Regions from separate parts of the Anser cygnoides genome. Here region 2 is linked to region 1. A link is a contact called in public Hi-C data. All regions are on one chromosome and are shown on one strand. Each heading gives the region's core, a stretch centred on a gene start, on an enhancer-like site or on the middle of the called end of the contact. The rest is flanking DNA. Distances are from core to core; before and after follow the strand shown.

Region 1 (5,908 bases), core at 1,574-4,073:
GGCAATGTCAGCCGGCCCCCCTCCCTGAGCTTCCAGGCACAGCCCTGCAGTGTGGTTTTGGGATGTTTGTTCTCCACAGGGTTCCTGTGCCCCCCTGGGCTGCTTCCCCCCCAGCTTGAAGACTCGTGTATTATGGGCGCTGCTTCTTCACCTTTCCCGAGTTGCCCTGTAACCCTGCAACCAGTGATGTTCCATTGCACAGGGAGCCTGTGGTGCCCACGGGCTCTCAGCCTTTCCCTGCCATTGTCCCAGGATGGACTAAGTGCCGCTGCGGACGTGCAGGTACTGCTGGGGAGGCATGCACTGCCTGCTGCCTCCTGTCTTCCTGCTGTGCTGCCTCATCCTCTAGCGGCACATATGCTGACCCTTTTGGGTACCTGGTGCCTCCTTGCTGCTGCTCTCTGCCACCAGTGGCAAGCCCTGGGCTGCCCGATAATTAGCCAGAGCAGGCACCCCTGGGGTGCAGGCCACAGGCTGCAGCCCTCACATGTCCCAGCCCCGGGTGTCCCTCTCCTCACCCACCCCACCTTCCTTGGCAGTGCTCTGCTCAGCCTGCAGCGTGTCCTGTGCCCGGCACCGGGGCATCTCAGCTGTCCTCTTCTGCCTGCGGTGCTTTGCCTCTGCCTCCACCACCACCTGCACGAGCAGTACGGCCAGCTGCTGCCTGCCAGCTCCCAGCCAGCCCCAGGTGCTGGTGCTGCGGGTGCTGGGCCCCCAGCACAGACCTGCTCGAGCAGCTCCACGTGCTCTTTTGGAAGTCCATGGCTGGTGTCAGCATTGTCACGGCAGCCTGCATAGGTGACCTCTGTCTGCACGGCCTCATCCTTCTGGCCCTGCGGAGAGGTGCAGCACTGGGGTGCGGGCACCTGGCCGGGTGTGGGACTGCCCCAGGCCGCCTGTGCTCTGGCTGTAGAGGGGCTGGGGCTGGGGCTGGAGAGGCAGTTGGTTTGGGGCAGCCTGGGGGCAATGGGCTCCTGGGGAGCGCCTTTGGCGCAGGGACGTGGCTGGACCCAGGAGTGAGGCAGGATGGCTGCAGGCTCCTGGCCCTCGGGTCACTCATGCAGCCCCCTGGTGCCCTTCCTGCTGCGGTGGTGTCTGATGGACACCCAGTGGCCCCAGGGAAGGCATCCCTGTAGTCCCTGACCTGTAGCGGGGTGTGGGCCTGTGAGGAGGGCAGTGAGTCCAGCTCCATGCCTCAGGCTGTGGGCTGCAAGGTGCCACTAACTCCGGGATGGCTGGAGCCACCAATACAAGGATGTCAGTGGGACCACTGTAGAGTGCAGGCCCCCAGCTCTGCTCAGCTGGGTGCACGGGGTTGCAGCAGCTATGCCTGCCTTGTTTTGGGGCTGGGTGGGCTGATCGCTGCCTGTTTGCACAAGCAAGGCTGTCGGGCAGGGATGGTGTCTCAGCTGGGTGGAGCTGGCTGCAGGGAACATGTGGCCAAGGGCAGGGGACTTGTACAGCCTGGCCCATGGCTGCTGCACCCGGTGGTGGTACCTTGCCTATCACCTCCTGGTAGTGCTGCATCAGAAAGACCAAATCCTGGTGTTTCTGCTCCACTACGCACTCTTGCTGCTGTAGCTGGACCAGCCGCTTGCAGTTCCTGCCCCTGCAGATGTCCAGGTCCAGCTGCAGCGCCTGTAAGGAGGCCAGCACGTGTGCTGGCTCCAGCTCCTGCTGCTCTGTGGCCTGGCATGCCTGGGGCTCTCTTTGCTGGGGCTCTGGCACCTCTGCTTCCCTCTGGCCCTAGGGCACAGCACAAGCAGCAGCTGTCTGTCTCACTGCTGTGGCTGGTACCCAGTAGCCAGCCCTTTCTGCAGCTCCTGCCAGGCACTGGGTTTGAATGACTGTACGGGCAGGCCAGGTTTTGGTCAGAGAGCAGCAAGGGACTGTATTAACGACTGGTGGGTGCAGACCTCCCCCCCCCACCCCCCAGCGACAACAACCTGTGTGTGTTCAGGCAGCACCCAATGGGCTCTCAAACACCTGAGCATCCTACAATCGCTGCAGTGATGCCGGTGTGACCTGTGGCTGCTGTGGGAAATGGAGGCACCAGGACCGGAGCAGCTGCAGCAGGCCTGGATGCCTGCCCCAAGCCCTTGTGCTGTCCCCAGCCCCTGTGGATGTGCTCTCTGCTGGCAGGGGCAAGGGCTGGCCAGGGCCTCCTGCACTGCCCAGCCACCAGCCTGCGCTGTGCACCTCGTGCCTTGGGTGGGCGCGGGGCCCTGCACCACTCACCTGGGACTGGCAGCTCTCCATCTCCTGCTGACACTGCTGCGTGGAGCTACTCAGCTCTGCCATCGCCGCCTCTGCTCCTGGCAGCCCTCCCCAGGGCTGCTCAGGCTGTCCCAGGGGTGCAGGAACCTCCCTGAATGTGCCATGTTTTGGTCACTCTCACTGCTGGAGGGCCAGAACACCAGGCGGGCCTTTCCCCTTGGCTCTGAACAACCCATGGCCCCAGGGAGGGGCAGCCAAGGACACCACCCAGCCCTGCCTGTGCAGCCCCACCATCACTGCCTGGCATTGGCGCTCCCCATCTCAGGAGCGCCTGGTGCCAGGGGGAGATGCTGAGCAGGGGCCTCCTGTGAAGGCACGGCACTGCTGACAGGTTGGAGCCACGCGAGGGCCCCCGGCCCCCCTCTGGCAGCAGCAGGCCCCTCTCCGGGGAGCAGGGCCCCCCCCAGTGCCCCCAGCCCTCACCGCAGGCTTTGCGTGCCACGCTCCCCCTCAGCCGTGCTCCATCCCTGGCACGTCATGACGCTCTGCCCTGGTGCAGCCCAGCCCTGGCCAATTCTTGGGACAATGCCCGGAACCAGAACCTGGTGACCCCGGACTCTGCTCAGGTATCCACCAGGGAACGCCTCCTGGTGCTCGTGTGCTCAGTACTGCTGCATGTGCTGGGCCTTGCAGCACCCTTGTGCTGTCCTCACCAGCCTCATGTTGTCCTTGCGCCCTCTTGTCTCTGTGCCACCGTCGTGCCATGCTCCAGACCCATTGTTGGCCCCAGGGAACGTTGCAGCCCGTGGCCAGAGGGCCAGCAGCAGCGCCGTGCTCGGTGCTGTGCCCCTGGGGCAGCCGTCCCCGGCCTGCCGGGCCTGCCTGCGACTCCCTGAGCTGCCCCGCGGAGCTGCGTCCAGCTGCTGGAGGAGGTATCGACCGAGGCTGCTGCTCTGTGTTTCTCACAGTCCAGAAGAGTAAAAATAACAGGAACAAGTTGTCGGAAATGAAATTTCAATTTTTCCACGCCCTTCCCTGTCCGTGCGGCTTCCCGGCACAGATCAATAGTGTTTAGACAGCCAAGGAGATTTTTTTTTCCCCTCTCAAAGCACCAGATCAATAGTTGGAAAAAAACCCACCACCGAGCCCTCTGCCTGCGTGTGCTGTGGTAACTGAACACAGCGGGCCCTGGGCAGCCCTGGCAGTACGGTGGCCACAGCTGGGGGCAGGTGGCTGCGGTGGGGGCCCCTCTGCTCTGCACAGCACGAACCGTCTGGGGCCGGCGAGCCCACCGCAGCAGCATGCCACAGTGGGGACCCAGCCCATGGGCCCCGAGGGAGGCTGAGCACACCCCAGTGCCTGCTCGGGGCTTGGGACAAGCACGGCTCCTGTGGGTGGGAAGAAGTCCTGGGGGTGGAACTGGGCCTGGCTTCGAGCCCAGCCGCTGCTGGGGGAGCCGACAGTAATCCAAATCCACGGGCACGCGTTTAACGCCAGCCTGCTGGGGAGAGGTGGGCGGCTGTCACGGGGGGGGGGGACAGATGCTGGCAGCAGGATTCGGTGTCGGCTCTGGGCGCGCAGCGACCTCTGGCCAGTTTCCTGGGCGCAGGAGACCTGTCCCAAACGGTGTGCCCACAGGTCTCCCTGTGGCAGTGGGATGCATGGGTATTAATTCATCAAGCTGCCGAAGGACCGCGTATCGACAGTGCCCAGGCAGCAAGAGGGGCAGTGCTAGTGCAGGGTGGGTAAGTGTGTGGCTGCACAGCTGTATGAAAAGCAGTCCACAGAGGCAAACTGTGGGTGCTGCTGTGGGTGGGAGTGAAATCGAGGGCTGGTGAAATGGGCCTGTGGTGCCTGAGCACATCAAATACGGTGGGATTGATCAGTCAACGGCTGCAGCGGCGGCAAGGGGATGGGAAGTGCCCTGGCAAAGGGCTGAGAGCGAGTGAGCGGCTGGGTCGACCCTTCCTGCCCAGGAGCCCCGGTGCAGCCGTGAGGCGATGCCCGGGGCACAAACTTGCCACTGGCCCTGGCTGCCTGTGCCACGGGGCTCCCTGTGACCCCCAACCCCCCCCTCGCTGATGCTCAGTGCTGCTTCACGAGCAAGTACTTTAGCTGGAAATTTCCAAGGCCGAGCTGGGCCCAGAAGGTGAACTCAGATGTACCGTAAGAGGAATCGTCGGTTGCCATGACGACCTGCTCCGCCAGCGGGTTGCAGCCACAGGCAGTGGGAGTGGGCGCAGAACCGACGGTGGCGTGAGCAGGGCCACTTAACCCCCACTGCTGCCAGCTGCGTGCAGAACGCAGCTGAATTCAGGTCTAGTTTCTGCCAGTGCAAGGGAACAGAATCTCCCAGCAGATTTTCATCTTGCTCAGGCAGTGGCAGCCAGAGCACAGAACCTACATGTATGTTCTCCTTCCTTGGTGCCCCATCACTGCGCTATTGCTGCTTTAATTAGAGTGGGCTGCCCTCCCCTGGCAGCACCCTGCTCATGGCAGCGCAGGCGAGAACCAGCCCCATGGTGGCAGTGGAGCCTGGAGGAGCCCGTGCCGCTCTGCCCAGAGCAGCACAGCTCTGCCTGGCACACAGCAGCGCAGCTTGGCACAGCACTGATGTCCTGCAGCGGTGTGCACCCAGATCTGCTGCCTCTGGCACCACGGCCCACTTGCAGCCTCCACGTACGTACGTTGGGCCTTTGCCACGTCCTCCCTGGCTACTGCCAGCAGCAGCCCTGGCTGCGTCGCCAGCCTGTGCCCACTGCGAGCCAGCTGCTGCACACACGCACTGTGATGGTCCACGCTGCCACGCCATGTGTGCTGTGCTGTGCCATGCCGTGCCACGCTGCCCTCACCTCCAGGGGTCGTGCCGCCGATCCTGCTGCCCTGTGGCTGGTTGCTGCAGGCGGGCGTAGCATGGCAAGGGCACAACCCTGTTCCAGCTCTGTCCTGGCAAGCCTGGGGGGCAGCCCCACAAACCTGACCCACATATGCCTGTTCTTGCTTGCCTGCTGCTGGGAGAGCGTGGGGCCAAGCTGGACCCTATTGGGTGAGCTGGCACCTTGCACCGAGCGGCGCTGGGGGTGGGAGACGTCTCACTTTAATTACTGCCGTAATGTTATTCTTTTCAGTGCCACGTTAATTGAAATTAAACAGCTGCCACGTTCTGGCTGGGACAAAAGTGAATCCATTTTCATTCCTCTCTGGTTTAATGAAGACTGACGTGCTGTGAGAAAACAAAGGCGATCCAGCTGCTGCCTCTCGCCGGCACACGCACCAGCAATTACCAGAGACCCTGCAAGCTGGCGTGGATGCCCCACAGTGCCCCACGGCTGCTGCTGTGCACAGCCCAGCCCTGCGCCCTGGGGTGCTCCTGCCCCAGGGGCTCGGCGGGGGAATGTCATGGGGGACACCGGCACAGAGGGCTCGAGGGAAAAACACAGCATGCCCAGGTGCCGAGTCCTGGCTTTGATCCTGTCCGTTAAGAAGTGTCCTGGTCATTGGCCTGTGCCCCAGCACTGCCCCTCAGCCCTCCTATGCTGCTGGGGTCGTCCCATCTCTGTGGGTTTGGCCAACTTCAGCTGCCCAACACTGAACATCACAAACAGCCCCATACAGCCCGAACATCTAAGCTGAGGTAGCAGTACTGAGGATGGTGTCTCCTCCCAGCTTTAAGCCTTTTTCTTTTTTAGGA
Region 2 (5,908 bases), core at 1,882-4,381, 290 kb after region 1:
CCCAGGCGCCAGAACCACCCTGCCCCAGCGGGTGCGCAGGGCCGCGCGGCAGCGCACACCTCCCCGGCCCCGGCCCGCAGGGTGCGGGAAGGCCGCGGGTGGCTGCCGGCACTGCCTGGCAGGCCAGAAGGCTCCCCTGTGCCTGGAGCTCTGCTGGGGAAACTCACACCTCCAGGGCAAGAGTGACTGGGCCAGGCTGTCCCGACCTCGGCACAGTCAGGAGGTGCTTGGCAGAAAGCAGAGGGTTAAGGAAAGCCTCACGGGAGGCCCACCCACGACCAGGAACGAGCCATTTCACTGCAGGCTCCGCATCAGGTTCCCACAGCCACAGCTAAACCAGACCGCTACCACCCAGAGCACAACCCAGCGCTTCCAGCCGGTGGTATGGACACAGCCATCCCCCGGGACGGGTAACGCTCAAAGCTGCTACTCGGGGAAGAACATCGCCTGCTTTTCCAGGGAGAGGACGAGATGTTCAGCTGCTCATTAACTTAAACAGGTATCTACGTCTTACCGCTGCTAGGAAAGTATTTGGGAAAGATTTTAAAAAGAGCAATGCTGTTACAGTAACGGAACGCGAATCGTGGTTCTGCAGGTGACAACGGCCAAGTCACTCACAGTGCCACCCAGGTACCAACTCGTGCCAGGGCAACGCCGCGGCAGCGCCAGTGCTGGCGGTGGGCACAGCCAAGGCCCTGCTCCGCCTCCCCCCGCCCCAGCAGCACGTCGTGCCACCCAGATCCCACAGGGAGCAGCAGGCAGCCGCCACGCGCCGCCCCCATCGCCTCACAGGAGCACAGCCCAGCTTCACCAGAAGTGACACCTCCGTCCCTGCTCTGCACGGTGAGAGACAAAGAGTGCGATCAGTACGGTGTGAGGGGTCGGGCACCCAGGGGCGGGGCGGCCACCAGCTCCGTAACGGACGAAGCCGCCCGGCACACGGCGCGTGCCCGGCAGCCAGCGTGGCACAGGCTGCGTGGCCGCCAGCCCTCTGGTGCTCCACGAGCCACCACACCACTGAGTGCAGGCACAACCCATCCTCACACCAAGTCACCGGGCACACTGCAAACAAAAGGGAAGAGGTACAAAGATAAAAGGAAAGATACAAATCAACCAGAAGGGAAAGATACAAAGACAGGAAACCCCTGAGAAGGCCAGCAAGCAGGGAGCACTGGGAAAAGTCACCAACTTCTGGTAATTTACTGAAACATTTATTGTTCGTTACAGATGCTGTGTTAGAAAGTTTTTATCTGAACCTTTCAGGGAAAACGGCTCAATGAGCTGGATTGCAGGACGCCTCCTCCATCACTGAGGAACCCCCCCAACGTCAGCGGGACACCAGCATGTCCTAGTTCACAGCGCTGCTGGGCACCAACAGCCCACACCGCGCGGCTTTGCAGCCACATCGAGCCATCTTCCCACCAACAGGCTCTCAGACAGACCAGCAGGATCGGAGGCCTCCGCTCAGAAGTCGCCACTTTTCTTATTCCAGACCCAAAGCATCTCCACACGGGGCCCACCGTGCACCAAAGCTGGCAGACAGGGCAGACGCGCGTGGGCAGCCCGAGGCAGGCGCAGCGAGCGCCAGTGATGCTCGATTCTTCTAAAGCTTGGGAGCCCGTGGGCACCGTCCCAGCTATCGCCCAGCTGCAAACCCCTTCTGTTCCCTCTTTGCAGCCCTGAGGCAGGTGGCCACAAGACCTGCCCGCAGGACAGAGCAAAGCCACCAGCTCGGCGTTATACCAAGCGCTGCACAGCCTTCCCCAAGCCATGCCAGCAGGGGAAGCCCTGTCCTGGAGCTGACAATTACTGCTACACGTGGTCCTGTGATAGCTCTCCTGCAGGAAGAACTTATTCTGCACAGAAAAGTCTAGAAACAAAAAGGAGAGGAAGAGGGGCAGGAGGAAGGCATCTGTCTGTCAAAGCCTCCATGAGCACTGCTACGAAAAGCAGCAGTGACTTGCCACAGTGGATGAGCTTTAAAAAAACACCCATGACAAGTGTGGTAGGAGAGTTTCGTACACCAGGAATAATTGCCTCTCCTGGAGCTTTAATCATCAGGGTTGCTACGAGAAACTGACTTTTCTCCCCTTGGATTAATCAAAACCATGTTATTCAGCATGGCAGCAGGACAGGTCTGCAATTCCACATCCCTTTGCCTCGCAGGATGTGAAATGGAAAAGTAAAAGTAAAGGCAGGGGAAAAACACATCAGCTTGGTCTAAAACCCAACCAATGACAAACACCCCTGGGTTTAAGAGGTGCTTCAGTGCAGAAGGGTGTTACAGCAGGAAACCAAAATAAAATACCAAAACTCTTTCATTTAGTAGCCATAAGGTGAGGGTGAAAATATGTGGCAACCAGGGCTTCAGAAACAGTAAAAGGCTCTTGACCAGCCAGCCACCACTTCTAGTCGCTCTTGTATCAGGCTGCAGAGCTCCATCCTTGGGAACATTCCCCTCTTCCTGCTGAATCCAGTGCTGGGGAGGTTACTCTATCACACCACAAACTCACTCTTCCACAATCCCATGATAAAACAATAAAGCTCCGAATATTAGCACGGTGGAAAAGACTGAAGAGAGACAACCTAGGGACGAAAGCTTACCAATTTCCGCTGCTGACTTTCCAGTGGCCTCACACTTTACTTGTTTCCTTCCCAGTATCTAGGTGGGACCTCAGAATGTCCTATTCCATTTAAGGCGTTTTATTGCCCAAAGAACTTGCAAGCTAACTAGCACGCAAATAAAACACATGAAAATCAGTAAACAGAGCCAAGAGCCTAAAATACAGAGCCTCGCGCACAGGCTGTCAGCACACAGAGCCCAGGGACATCAACCCCTGCCCCAGCCAGGCGGGGACGGTGCCGCCCCTGCCTCTGCACAGGGGGAGCCACGGCAGCGACCAGAGGCTGCAGCAGTCTCAGGCTCCTCTGTCCTGCCCCTGCTGCTGAGAAGCCAGGGCCCTACCTTTCAGGGTGAAAACAACGGCTTAACAACAACAACAGAAAGTTCTGACGCAGTAACTGTGAAAAAGGCTTGGCTTGAAGGCAGAAAGGAGGAAGGGAGGGATGAACAAGCAGAGCGAAAAGAGGCAGGAACACAGGATACTCGCAGAACCGCCCAGGCTCCCCTGCCCCTGTGCTCCTCAGCGGGGTCTCGGCAGCCCCCCCGCCCCTGCCGCGGGGCGCTGTGCTGTGCCCACCTCCTCCTCCAGCCCTGGGCACAGCGAGCAGCTCAGCGACGTGCAGCTCTCACGGCTCCGGCAAAAGCAAACACCTGCACAGACCGCAAAAAGCGAGACGGAATGAAAGACTACAAGGAGCAAAATCCTCGAGTCCGAGCTAGCACACAGACACGCTGTTCCCGGGAAGAGGAAATGCCTGCCTTCCCCTCCCCAGAAGTGAAAATCAAACTCCACGCTGATGTCAAAGGCCAGCAGTTCCCACTCCATCCTTGTCATGTCCAGGTCACCAGACAGGCCTTTGGAGCCTCTTGTCTGGCGAGAGTCGTTCATCCGACTGCAGCCAACGCTCTCCACCTCGACATTAGAAAGCAAACACTGCGCCCGTCCAGAGAGGGAGGGCGGCTTGGCTTTCCCCGTCCGCGAAGCCACGGCCACCAGGGCCAGCCGGCAAACGCTCACCGCGTGCCCACAGCACGTCGCCCGCCCGGCCCGCGGAGGCCGTGGCTCAGGCGGCCGGCCCCGGGCAGCAGCCGTGGGGCCAGGCCCGGGCTCCACGCAGCCAGGGCCCACGCGCTGCTCCCGGCGTCGCCCGCGCGGCAGGGTGGCACCCGGCCGCCACGTGCAGCGGTGCTGCTGCGGGGGGAGCGGGTGGGCAGGTCAGACACCCGAAATGCGGAGAATAAAGGCCTTTTGCTAAAGCTCCAGGAAGCAAAGAGAAAAAAACGCTAATTAACTCAGCAGCAAGTTGTTAGTATTTGCATATAAATGCAGCCACAAATCATTACAAACAAGCTAGGACAAGCCAGGCCCATTAGCATATACAAATCCAGCCCGGACGGCCGCGCTAGCTGGGTCGCGGAGCAGAGGCAGGCTGCCAGCCTCCTCCTGGGGGGGGCAGGAGGCAGAGGGGCCTTATCTCAGCGAACACTCCCATTACCAGCAGCAACAGAAGCCACAGGGATAAGGTTTCTTTCCATATTAGAAAACAAAACATAACACAACCACACACGTTAAAAAAAAAAAAAAGGAACAAAGGAACGGGATGAATTCTCCAGCCTCACTTAAGAGCAAAGTAACAGCACGCCTCCCTTGCACCCCCCTGCACCCCCCGGCCTGCTGCAGCGGCCAGAGCTGGACACGCCTGGGTGTCACCTCTTGGGTCAAGCCACAGGGGTCTCGTCCCGGGGAGCGTAAAGGTGGGCAAAGGGCAAGCATTTAGGGGAACCTGGAGATCCATCAGCTTGATTCCCTGGGACGCTGTGCACCTGCAGGAGCCTTCTCATCAGGGCTCTTCCTCCAGGGAGGATGCAGAAGGCGGCACAAATCATAAATAACAAATCCCACACCTGAGACACCGGAAGAACGTCCCAAATCCAGAAACAATAAAAATGACCTGAAGCACCCAGAGCTACTGCTGTAAGTTCCACAAGCTCACCCTTCCAAAAGCCAAAACAAAAACAGTTTGCTTTATCACACTGCCTTTCGGTGGAGCTTGCCTCCCTGCTCCTGAAACTTCTGGCACTTCTGGGGCGCCGTCAGCACTGCAGGTGTGCCCAGCCACACAGCCCAGGTCCTCCCCAGCGCCTGGTAAGGACCGGGACAGAGTCTGCTCTCTTTGCATTTGCCCACTGCCTAACAATTCACTTGTTACCACAGAAAGAGACTCACCGTTGTAAGAAATTCACTATTTTTCCTCTCACAAAAAGCAATTCCACTGTTTTGGGGGGTTCTGCTTGTTCTTCCCCCCCCCCCCCCCCCCCCAACTAGCATCTTAGGATTTAAAAGAAAACTCAAGCAATTACCAGTTTACATCAAGGCTTGAAAGAAAAAAATCCACTTTCTAATTTTAAACAGGAAACTCTCCCTGGCAAGATCCCAAGAACCCTTCCACAGTGACTTTTATTAAATGCAAGTTTCTCGTCGCTGTAACTCGGAGCGGTCTGTCAGCTCTAACAAAGCAAATCGGCAACGTCCTGACTCTGCAGACTGTCCTGGGACTGCCCACTTCTCCCCCCATGAATTATACGGAGCCCCTCCATAAATGGGAAACATCCATTAAACTATGCCCAGGCAGGCATTTTCAAAACAGTGTTTAGAAATTCATTACCTCCTTATCTGCAGTCAATGAGCATGCCTGGTTTCTTAGAGAGGCTGCAGCGTGACACAACTAAACAGGAGCCAAGTTTGAACAATCAAGCAAGACAGAAAGGACGAGCTTCTCCACCACAACAGATAATACATACCTAAATGGTTTTAAGAGTATTAAAGCTGAAATATTCTAGACTAGATTTTTTTTTCCCACCTGAATATAAAGAAGTCACAAAAGCTTCTAAAAGCAGCTCCTACTCTCGTGTCCTTCACCACCCGATTTAGAAACCATCCTTCTTGTCCAACCTCCTGAGTATGTGTTTGCAGGAGTAATGAGTCCTGACTTGGAAGCCAGTTGTTAAGCTCACATTTTCACTCTGGGGTATAAAGTTTTTCTTCACTAATGACTTTGTACAGAATAAACCACTAAGAAATCTTCAATCTGTAACAACAATCAGAATCCGATGGCTTTATACAGGAATTGCTCTTTAATGACCAGGAAAATGGGCATCTATATAAAGATGTCCATTACTGTTGGAGGACAAAGCTGAAGCGATGTGAAACTGAGCTGAATGTTGTACCGATGTAGCTAAATCACTATAGCAACTGATGGAGGTAAATTAGTGCAACACCCTACA

Evidence for each region. A called contact is a pair of places that touch in the nucleus more often than the background predicts.
Region 2: a contact with region 1 is called in a Hi-C map of liver, with 2.2 times the contacts expected there. The contact joins the enhancer-like site here to the promoter of PMFBP1 in region 1. A contact is called at or near these places in 3 of 7 Hi-C or Micro-C datasets (granulosa cells and liver).

The regions. Positions count from the first base shown.
Region 1 is chr12:334,083-339,990 of Taihu_goose_T2T_genome, forward strand. It overlaps PMFBP1 (polyamine modulated factor 1 binding protein 1), which reads right to left and starts at 2,824. Exons shown (of 14, transcript XM_048050473.2): 1 at 2,701-2,824; 2 at 2,239-2,368; 3 at 1,498-1,746; 4 at 726-833; 5 at 528-636. The coding sequence starts at 2,756. DHX38 (DEAH-box helicase 38) reads left to right here. Exons shown (of 26, transcript XM_067004722.1): 26 at 80-3,243. The coding sequence ends at 119.
Region 2 is chr12:625,495-631,402 of Taihu_goose_T2T_genome, forward strand. All of the region lies in intron 5 of ZFHX3 (zinc finger homeobox 3), which reads right to left. Among named protein-coding and RNA genes, the nearest start is that of PMFBP1, 290 kb to the left of the region's middle. Within about 2 kb of position 3,132, at least 1 of the 3 cell types and tissues checked has open chromatin away from gene starts, as enhancers often do. A contact at or near this core is called in liver, where this site is marked.